Regions from separate parts of the Anas platyrhynchos genome. Here all the other regions are linked to region 2. A link is a contact called in public Hi-C data. All regions are on one chromosome and are shown on one strand. Each heading gives the region's core, a stretch centred on a gene start, on an enhancer-like site or on the middle of the called end of the contact. The rest is flanking DNA. Distances are from core to core; before and after follow the strand shown.

Region 1 (3,125 bases), core at 469-2,968, 280 kb after region 2:
ATACCAAGTAGCTTGTGCTGTTTTTACTTGTGCACTTAAGAATTATGCTGAAAGCTTTGTTGCAGAAAGCAGACACAAAACATAAAAACCACAGAAATATCTTATGCTTGCTATTCAAACAAAAATTCCACTGAAGAACCCAACCAATATGTAAGAGCCAATGCTAAACAAATTTGGAAACTTTTAATATTTATGCTGTTCCACTCAGTTTACTGTCATATAATCACAGTCTTCAGTACTGATGCTAAAATAAAAACCACCCTAGATCTACATCCAATCTCTCAGAAATAATTAATATGCTATGTACAGCAAGAACTGCACTGTCTTTTTATTTCTAGCTCGTGCCTTTTTCTTAAAAAAAAAAAAAAAAAAAAAAAAAAGGAGAGAAGGAAAAGGAGAGAGGATGGTAACGGAGAGGAGGGGGGTAGATACACACTGTTTTGAATTTCTGATGACTTGTAAACATTATTTGTACTAGCACCAATTGATCTGCTTTTCTGTCCACAATCTTGCTACTAGTTTGGAGCCCAAGAGTGAACTCCAGATTGGCCCCTGGATGCTGAAATCAAGGCTTTACGAATTTCCTGGCTACCCCAACTCTGCAGCAGTAAGAAAACGAACCAAAACCGAACCACAGACAAACAGAGCACGAGAGCTGTCTCCTCATTTCCAAAGTCCTTATACAACCACTGCAGTTCCCGAGTAAAAAGGCTTCTTGGCATCACGTTGCTGCCCCCCTCAAAAAAAAAAAAAAAAACACAACACATACACACAGAAGAGCGTTTATTATTGCCGTAGTAGAGATGAATAAAGGTTACAGCCCTTACCTTACAGATTTGGAAATAATCTGAAGTTAGCGTCTCCTGGACCTCCTCTCGGGGAGTCCCCGCAGCCCCTGCAGTCCCTGCCGGGTGCACGGAGCCGCCGCCAGCCCCGCTGCCTCCGCCGCCGCCGCCGCTGCCACCGGGCGAGGAGGCGGTCAGACCATCCAAAACTTTGCGGAAATTAAATTTCTTCATTTCGGAAAGATCTGCCAGGAAGATGTGCAGGGGTTGTTGGGGGGTTGGGGGGGGGTGAGGGGGTGGGAGAAAGGCTGCGCCGTACCGGGTCCGGCTACATGTAGCGGGGAAAGTCTGTGGCGGTCCTCCGAGTGAGGCAGCACTTTAGTGCCGACCCGGCATTAGGTGTAATTGACGGAAAAACGCGAAGGCTTCATTCTGGCGGGCGTGCGAGCTGCTCGGGCAGCCCCCTTCAGAAATAATGATGAGATAATGATAATTTAAAAAATAAATAAATAAATAAAATTCCTCAAGCAGCGGAGCTACGGTTGATGCTCAGAGGCGGAGGAGCGATGGAGCAACCGCCACCCGCCTCGCTCCCCAAGCCCCCATCGAGCAGCGGGTTAAAAAATGGGAAGCGAAGGCGAAATTCGGAAAAAATATATATATTTATAATTAAAAAAAAAAAAAAAAATTCAGCCTGCCGCTGCCGGAGCGGGCTCCATCCCCTTCTCCCTCTTCCCGCGGCCGAAGGTTTGTTTGCCCTGCGGGGCTGGGCTATTCAGCGCCACAGGAGCCGGCTGCCACGGTCCTTCCCCCCCCCCTCCTCCTCTTCGCCCCGCCACCGCCCTCCTGCGGCAGCCGCCGGCCCTGAGGCGACCGCCGCTAACGGCCGGCGCTAACGGTCGGCGCTAACGGCCGCGGCGCGAGCGCGGGGCGGGAGCGGGAGCGGGAGCGCGAGCCCGGGGCGGCGGCCGCTCTCCGAGGTGCTGAAAGCCCCGCCCCCAAGCCCGGGAGGGGCGGGGCGAAGCCTGGGGGATTGACAGCTCGGGGAGGGGAGGGGGGTTCTCATTGGTGCGGCTGCCGGAGAGCGGGCCAATGGGCGCAGCGCTGGGTGAGATGAGCACGCGCTTCCGCCAATGGGAAGCGCCGCCCCGCCGAGTTCCCTCCCCTTTCGCCTTCCCCTCACGACGCCCCGCCCCAATGCGGTGCGAGCGGCGGTTGTTGGCCGTTGGCGCTGTGGCAGCGCCGTGAGGGGCGCCAGGGGGACGTGGCCACCCTGAGCCCCCTCAGCTCACCTCACACGCCACCCTACAACACCCCTCCTTTGCTTTTCTCCCCCTCCTGCGCTGTGTGGAGCATGGAGCAGACACAAAATGTGGCAGAAAACAGTCTTCTGCCGTTGCCACCAGTAACGGCTGCTGCGATGCCGTCCCAACCACTGTGGTGAAACAACACACCTTCACCATTTGGTCACCCAAACCCTATCCCAAGCACATGCAGGTGACATAGAGTGGCATCTCCAATGTAGGATGTGACTACAGAAACATTAACCCATGCACAAGACTCCATAAAAAGTTTATCCAGGTCAGAAATGAGAAGGCAGCTATTAGCAGTGACTCATGACGTGGTGCTGTCAACGTGGCTGGAAGCTCAGAAGTGACTAAAACAGTGTGAGGAACATACTCTGTGTGGCACTAAATATGTAGCATCTCTTGTATAATAAAACCACACAAGTGATACACATTGGTCACATTTTGCAGCTTCTTCAGGCGTGCTTTATATCATTTTTGGTACTCATAATACCTAATTTTATTTTTTATTTTTTGGTAAATCCTATGTTTCTGTAAGGTAATATTTATTTCAGCTTCATACATTGAGCTCCGTGTGTTTATTTTTCAGCTCATCTGTTTGTGTTCCAAAAGATTTTAGTGCTCCCCATCTGAACAATAAAAAGATTCCAGTGAAGTTCAAGGAATAAAGCTTGACTCGCGTCCTGTTGAAAAATAAAGGATACGTTTCTGATGAAACTGGAAAGGGTTCTGTAGCCAGAAAAAGGAACGGGATTTGTTAGGGGAAACAAGATATGTTAAGGACTATGGCTAGGAGACAGAATGAAAAGGGCGACAGCACTGAGTAAGCAAATCTGTAAAGATGTAAGTGAAGTGTTTTGGAAAATAAGGAAAAGTCAAAACTCAACTGAGGCTATTTGAAGAATGCCATGTCCTAATGCCACGTCCTACTGATTTGTGCTCACTACAGGCAAAGCATGTGAGGAAAGAAAGTAAAAAACAAAAACAAAAACAAAAACAAAACAAAACAAAACACGAAAGATAAGAACATGAA
Region 2 (3,369 bases), core at 510-3,009:
TGTTTGTGACTGCCATTGAAAACTCCTGGATTCATTTGAGGAGAAAGAAGCGAGAGAGAGTAAGGCAATTACGAGAACTTCCTCGAGCTTCTGAAGATGTTCTTCAAGCAATGGAAGAGGAAAAAAACGGCCAGAAAAGTGTGAGCAACAGTTCGGACTGTGAAAAACCCAAGACTGAAGACTCTGAAACAGGGTTTATGGCACCCGATGAGGATGTCCACTTGACCGCAGATGACAAGCTAACGGAAGAATCTGCTGCCAAAGAAGAACATAGTGCGCACATGGAGGAGGAGGAGACAGAAGCAAAGCAGGCAGAAACGTCATGTAACAAAGGTTCCAGTAATGCGAAGGAGGAACCTCAGCCTTCAGAGGAAGCTGGCAATCCAGCAGTTGAAAAAGGGCAGAGTCCTAAAGAAACTAGTAGATGTTTTCTTTTCAAGTGTTTAATGAATGTGAAGAAAGAAGGAAACGATGTACTAGTAGAAATGCACTGGGTTGAAGGACAGAACAGAGACTTGATGAACCAGCTGTGCACATACTTACGGAACCAAATTCTTCGACTAGTTGCTAGTTAGCCCTTTTTCCCCACTTTGGTAGAATGAGTCCTCAAATTTTGTAAACTTTGTAATGGTTTAACATTTTCAGTCAGAAAAAAAAAATAGTAAAGTGGAGATATTTTAAATATATTTTTTTAAACGTGCAAGGAGTACATGAAATATCACTTCATGTCCAATGAAATGCTGGGAAATAGTATCTCTTGTGCTTCAGTTGTAAAACAAAATGTTACAGTGCAACGTGTCTATACTGTGACCATTTCGAATATCAACAGTGCTCATTCTGGTCTTTTTTTCTGATGCAAAAGATATATATATATATATTGTTACCAAGTAGGAATCTTTACTGAAACATTTTCTTCAATCTTTTTCAAACTAATGCAGGAAATTGTTACCTGCTTTGGGAATTGCCGTCTGCAGCTGAGTCCTCAGCTGAGGGTTTAAGTATGCCTCTGTTCCCTTAATGCATTTACCTGTTGGGCTACAGAGCAGCAGGATGGATATATCCTCCAACTATCAAATCAGATAAAAAATCACTTTAGAAAAATCACTTTAGAATACATACGATGTATTTTTCTGGTGTTTGGGCTTTGAAACACTGAAGAGCTTACTGTAAGTGAGCACCGGTTTCTATAAACTTCATTCTAATGCCTAAATATTGATGTCTCTGGAGAAGTTAAATTAGTTGTACACCTTCAGAATCTGAGGAGATTATTTCTGGCTAGGTGACCTATTGAAAACATAGAAGGCAAGTCTGTTTGTGCTATCGTGTGCTTATCTTTTCAGCCTGTTTTATGCAAGGATGACAAGCCTCACAAGGTAAGCCCGTGTGCCTGTGATGCACTTGTTATTCTGAGGCAGACTGCAGTGTCCTGCTTCGTTAATTACCTCCACCTTCCCCTTGTACAACATGAGTAGCTTACACTCCTCAGTGCTGCTTAACCAAAGCTGTTACACTTCCAAAAAGAAAACCAATAGCGATTAGGATGGAGGAAAAGTAATTAAAAGGGCGTCATTGGTGTAAAAGCGGGTTAGTGTCATTGCGTCTGTAGCAATAAGGGAAGAATCTCAAGTCACACTTGCGTACAGCTCCACAAAAGTGTTTGGGGCATGCCAGGAAGAGGCAAAAGGTATCACTGGGACCGAATTTGTTTTTGTGGAACGGACGGGAAGAAAAAAAACACCTCAGGGAGCCGCGCGCTGCGGCCGCTGGGGGCAGAGGCCGCCGTTTGAATGGCGCGGCGGGAAGATGGCGGCGCCCCCGCTAACGGCGGCGGGGCGGCCGCTGCCCCCAGGGCGGGGAGGGGGGCACCGCTCAGCCCCCATGCCCCCAGCCCGGCCGTGCTGAGCCCCCCGCCCGGCCTCCAGCGCTCCCTGCACGGCAGCGGCTCTCCAGGTAGCGGCTGGGAGGGCAGCGGGGCTGCCGGCGGCGCGTTGGGCTTGTGGGCGCCCTCAGCCCTCGGGCAGGGCAGGGGGGAGCGCCCGGTGCTGCCCGGTTCTCCCTGAGGGAGGGGAAGGGAAGGGGCTGCGGCTGGGGGTGCGCTCTGGGGCCGGGGGGTGCGTTGGGGCTCCGAGGGGCTTCCTCGGCTCTGCTGCCCCGCTGGGGAGGTGAGGGGAGGCGGCTGGAGGCGGGCACGGTGCTGCTGGGTGCCTCTCAACCGCGGGTCCTGTGCTTGGCTTGGCCTCTAGGTGCTGCCACAGCACAGCGATCCGTATGGCCTGGGTGCGGGGAGGAGCGCCTGGCTGGAGTTGATTGAAGAGCACAAGAAGCTGGTGAAATGGACTAGATATAAAAACATGGCATTAAGTGTTCCTGCGTAGTGCCCTGATACCTGCAAAGGCAGGGGAGTGTGGTGGTTTTGCGTGATATCTCACCTATATGTGCAACGTTTGACACAGGTGCTCGTAACTTCATCTCACAATATTTTTATCACTCTCTAAATGATTTACATCTCCCAGCCGCTTCTGCAGTCAGGTAGCGTCTTCTCCCCAGCGTGGCTACGTGCTGCAAGATGCAGTTTTGTCAGCTCCTGTGAATGGAGCTGAGCGAGGCGATGTGCGTGTCTCCTCAGGACACCTCCAGGACTCAGTGTGTCCCCCTCACCCCAGGTTCTGCAAGGGTTTTCCTTCAGATGCGTCTAAATGCCCAGTCTTTAAATCCAGCAGTGTGTCTCATCCTCATTTTGACTTTCTTAGCATTTTTCTAGTACGTTACAGAGGTTAGTGCAGTATTGCGCTTGTATACATGGGTCTTTAAAACTTGTTTCCTAAGGCACAAGTTTTGAAACTTATGTTCAGTGCTAATCTCAAGGTATTCTTCCAACATTAGAATCATGTAATCCTTTACTCATGCTGTCTTTTTACACATAGTTCACTGTTTTTAACTTTAGGAAAGAAGCTTGAGATCCCTTTGTGCATTTTGTTTTACTCTTTTATAGGGTTACAAATCCTAATTCTGCCACGCTGGTGGCAGTCAAGGACAGACAAACCCGATCTCCTTTAAATGCCCCATGGGAAGCCTGTTCTCCTTGTGGCATGCTGTTATTCACTTCCAATAGTGCTGAATGTTTTGTTCAGTATTTGTATAGTGTTTTGATTATCACAGAGCTGAGCTATATCATCTTTTTTATGTATTTGTGCACAGGACAGTGGTCAAGTACCAGTGATTGCTAGGTTGGGGTTAACCTCAGGAAGGTTGTTGCAGTTTTTCATATGTTGAATATAAGTTCTAGATGCTACACAGTACATAGTACTACAAGCATAAGCAGGCAGTGTTTTTCTGATCTACCTTGCCCTTCCACTGTTACAACAATGG
Region 3 (3,082 bases), core at 429-2,928, 340 kb after region 2:
AGTTATTACAGAAAAAGGGTGAACCCAATCTGAAGTTTTAGAGGTGCTAGAGGGTAACAAGAAAAATGGGAAGCAAAATATTTTGACTGGGGAGATGAAAGGATGTTCAACTGTCTTGTAGACTCACCAAGAAACTGAAGAAATATGGTCCAGATAAATTCATCATGAAATGACTGCATAAAAGGTGAAGAACACCATTTTTAGATTGTTTGCTGTGAGCCAGAAAGGGCGTTTCAAGGGTCTACCTTGGTTCACTTAATTGCATACTTTCTACTACAGATTTTGAAAGTAGAACAGTATACACACATGGAATGTACTAAATGTACTAATAAGACAGAATTGGAAAATGTTTGTGGTAGAAACCACAATTAGAATGCAAAACTGTCTTTGTAAACTACAGAAATTGTCAGAAGTCAACCACATGAAGCTTACTGCAGTCCAAAGCATTGTGCCTTTTCTATTACTTTTATGTTACTCACCTATACCAGCACCTTCCCTTCCATACTGCCAAAGAAAGACAGTCATAAGCTGTATAGAGGCACCTTGAGATTGGCAGAATGGGGATGAAGACAGTATGTCATAACTTCATTTTTCAGACACTGCAATTTCAGGACACTTACAAGGACCTACATGGACAAGATCAAAGTGAGTGGCTGTGATTGAGACTGTACCAGTAGAGATATTCTCCAACGAGATAACTTCTGAGTAAGACAGCAATTTCAAGCTCTAACTGCTATAATGTGAAAAAGAAAAAGCATATCACAAATGTATTGAAGGATTTTGCATCACAGCTGACAGCAGTTCTTAAATGAAGAGCCATCACAAGTTGATGAATCAATGTTTTGACACTGAAAAATTGTATTGCATACCTGCATGCAAACACTGGCATATATTAAAGAAAGTGGTTTTATATAGCCTTCAAAAAAAATATCAGCAAATGCATATTTGAAATTGTCACATATTCTGATTCAGTCAGTGATCTGAAGAAAAAAAAAAAACTCCTACTAAAATGAATTCTCAAACATTTCTAAAACTGATGTTCCTGATTTCCCATATTGAGAAGCTTACAGGGTCTTAATGTTCCTTCCAGAACTGATTATGAACAAACACACTGACGTTAATTGCACATATCTGAGCTCTCACAGCTCTCAAGTTCCATATAGAAGGCCCAATGTGTTGTTTACTTCCTTTTGCCTTTCTTCTCCTTAAGTACATACTCATGCTCAGTACCATAAACACTTCCATCAGAGCAAGTAGGATTAGCACAACTGCAAGGAGGCAGGTGAATTTCCTTCTGTTAGAAATGCACTGTGCACAGATTTAACTAACACTTCACCTTATTTGATAGAAGAGAGGTAGTATCTAAAATTGAAATAGAGATAAGCTCTGACTCCTTTCCTTTACAGCTAATAAGACCAGCGATGAACTTGGATTTGTGATAGAACTGATCAGCTGTACTCCACAGGGAGAGAAGCAGAGCATAAAGGACTCATTTCTGCCCTAAAGTCTCTTTAATCCAAAAGAAGACAGAAAGAGAGAAAAGAATCTCAGAAATTTGCAAACATGTTGTCTTCTAGTTAAATATCAACAAAGATGAAATTTTACAACAGTGCTAGCAGAGGCTCGGTATTTCTAAGGCATGAGTTCTACTTGGGTAGGATCTAGAGGCTCAGAGTCACACAGAAGTGGAGCCCTGAAAAAAAAAAAAATGTACTGAGAAAAACTTTGCTTGCAAAGCTGTCAGTCTAACCAGAGAAATCAGGCAAGCGTGAAGAAAGGTGTCCTAATATTTCCCCTCTTGAAGGTGGAAACCTTAACTGTTAAGTTATAAAGCCATGCAAATGTGGTAGAAGGGGGATCTCTGGAGCTCATGCCCAGTGTGTCGATCTGCAGGTTTCTACTGTGGCACCTAAACGACAGCCACCCCAGAAACATTTAGGAGGATCCCCAGACTGCATGCTGATGTGAGCATGGGTTAAACTGAGGCTCTGCTGCATCTTCTGTTTTCACAACTGAAGCCATTTGTCCCTGGAAGAGACTGTCACCGCTGCAGAGTTGATAACACAAGGCAGCAAACCCTTAACACTCAGACTACCGAATGTACAACAGATTGACATGATTAGGATTTCATTTCAGAGATAATATTAAGCTGCAGAGTGACCTTCATTCCTTGAAAGAAGCAAGTTCCTGTCTGCTTTACAAGTTAGGGCTTTCAGCTCCAGGCAGGCTAAGACGAACCACCAAGGCATTTACCAGCCACAAACCCCTGGCCAGCAGGAAGGACGAGGTGCAGGCTGAACACACACCTCAGCAGAAACGTTCTGGTGTGGCCACCCAAGATTTGGTCGTTACATTAAAAATTATATGTGTAAAAATTGTATAGCAATTGTGCTGAGCACAGCCTGCCTTGAGTTAAATACCTTAAAATGCCCCAAAGAATCAAGCCAAATACAGAGACAGCCCTTCTGCACAGAAACAGCATCTTCTGAAAATTTTAACTTATATAAAACCAAATATAGCAGATAAAGATTATTTCGTTTTTCTTGCTTCATTAGCTCCTTTGCAACATATATTTTTAAGGATTTTACAAGAGTATTTGTGTATATATACCGGCCAACTTAATTATAACTGTTACTGACTCCTCATATAAAAATGGGGATTTGTAAAATTGATGTAGTCTGTTCCCAGCAATAAACGTGATTTATTCCTATGATCTTGTTCGCAAAGCAGAGAGAACAATTAAGACAGCCATCCCTCCATCTCAGGTTGAATGAAGCATCACAAATCACCTAATCCTTTGTCTTTTACGGTCAAGCTATAACCTTGTCCTCCACTCACTGCAACGGTGTACAGGTGCTTTGCTTGAGGCCTGAGGACAGGCAAGCAAACACCTTTTAAGATCAGCTTCACCAACTGAATGCAATTACTATGGAAATGAAAAAGCAGGTCTCTTCTCTTGACTCCAGAGAATTATATCCCAAAGTTGCTAATGATCTCTTCACAACTTAAAACTGCAGCATTCGGATATTCCCACAAACACCGACATTAGGGTTCATACTCAGTCTTGCAGTAGAACTGCAAC

What was found. Hi-C and Micro-C count contacts between places; a contact is called where the count stands out from the background.
Region 1: a Hi-C map of F1 follicle shows a contact between it and region 2, with 2.4 times the contacts expected there. The contact joins the promoter of STXBP5L here to the promoter of POLQ in region 2. A contact is called at or near these places in 2 of 8 Hi-C or Micro-C datasets (F1 follicle and small yellow follicle).
Region 3: a Hi-C map of F1 follicle shows a contact between it and region 2, with 2.9 times the contacts expected there. The contact joins the enhancer-like site here to the promoter of POLQ in region 2. A contact is called at or near these places in 2 of 8 Hi-C or Micro-C datasets (F1 follicle and subcutaneous adipose tissue).

Annotation. Positions count from the first base shown.
Region 1 is chr1:84,435,011-84,438,135 of IASCAAS_PekinDuck_T2T, forward strand. STXBP5L (syntaxin binding protein 5L) reads right to left here and starts at 1,719. Exons shown (of 30, transcript XM_072043761.1): 1 at 1,105-1,719; 2 at 828-1,030. The coding sequence starts at 1,019.
Region 2 is chr1:84,156,508-84,159,876 of IASCAAS_PekinDuck_T2T, forward strand. It overlaps POLQ (DNA polymerase theta), which reads left to right and starts at 1,760. Exons shown (of 30, transcript XM_027449663.3): 1 at 1,760-1,950. The coding sequence starts at 1,788. It overlaps METTL16 (methyltransferase 16, RNA N6-adenosine), which reads left to right. Exons shown (of 9, transcript XM_005014969.6): 9 at 1-1,306. The coding sequence ends at 575.
Region 3 is chr1:84,493,978-84,497,059 of IASCAAS_PekinDuck_T2T, forward strand. All of the region lies in intron 2 of GTF2E1 (general transcription factor IIE subunit 1), which reads right to left. Among named protein-coding and RNA genes, the nearest start is that of GTF2E1, 21 kb to the right of the region's middle. Within about 2 kb of position 1,679, at least 1 of the 8 cell types and tissues checked has an H3K27ac peak or open chromatin away from gene starts, as enhancers often do. A contact at or near this core is called in F1 follicle, where this site is marked.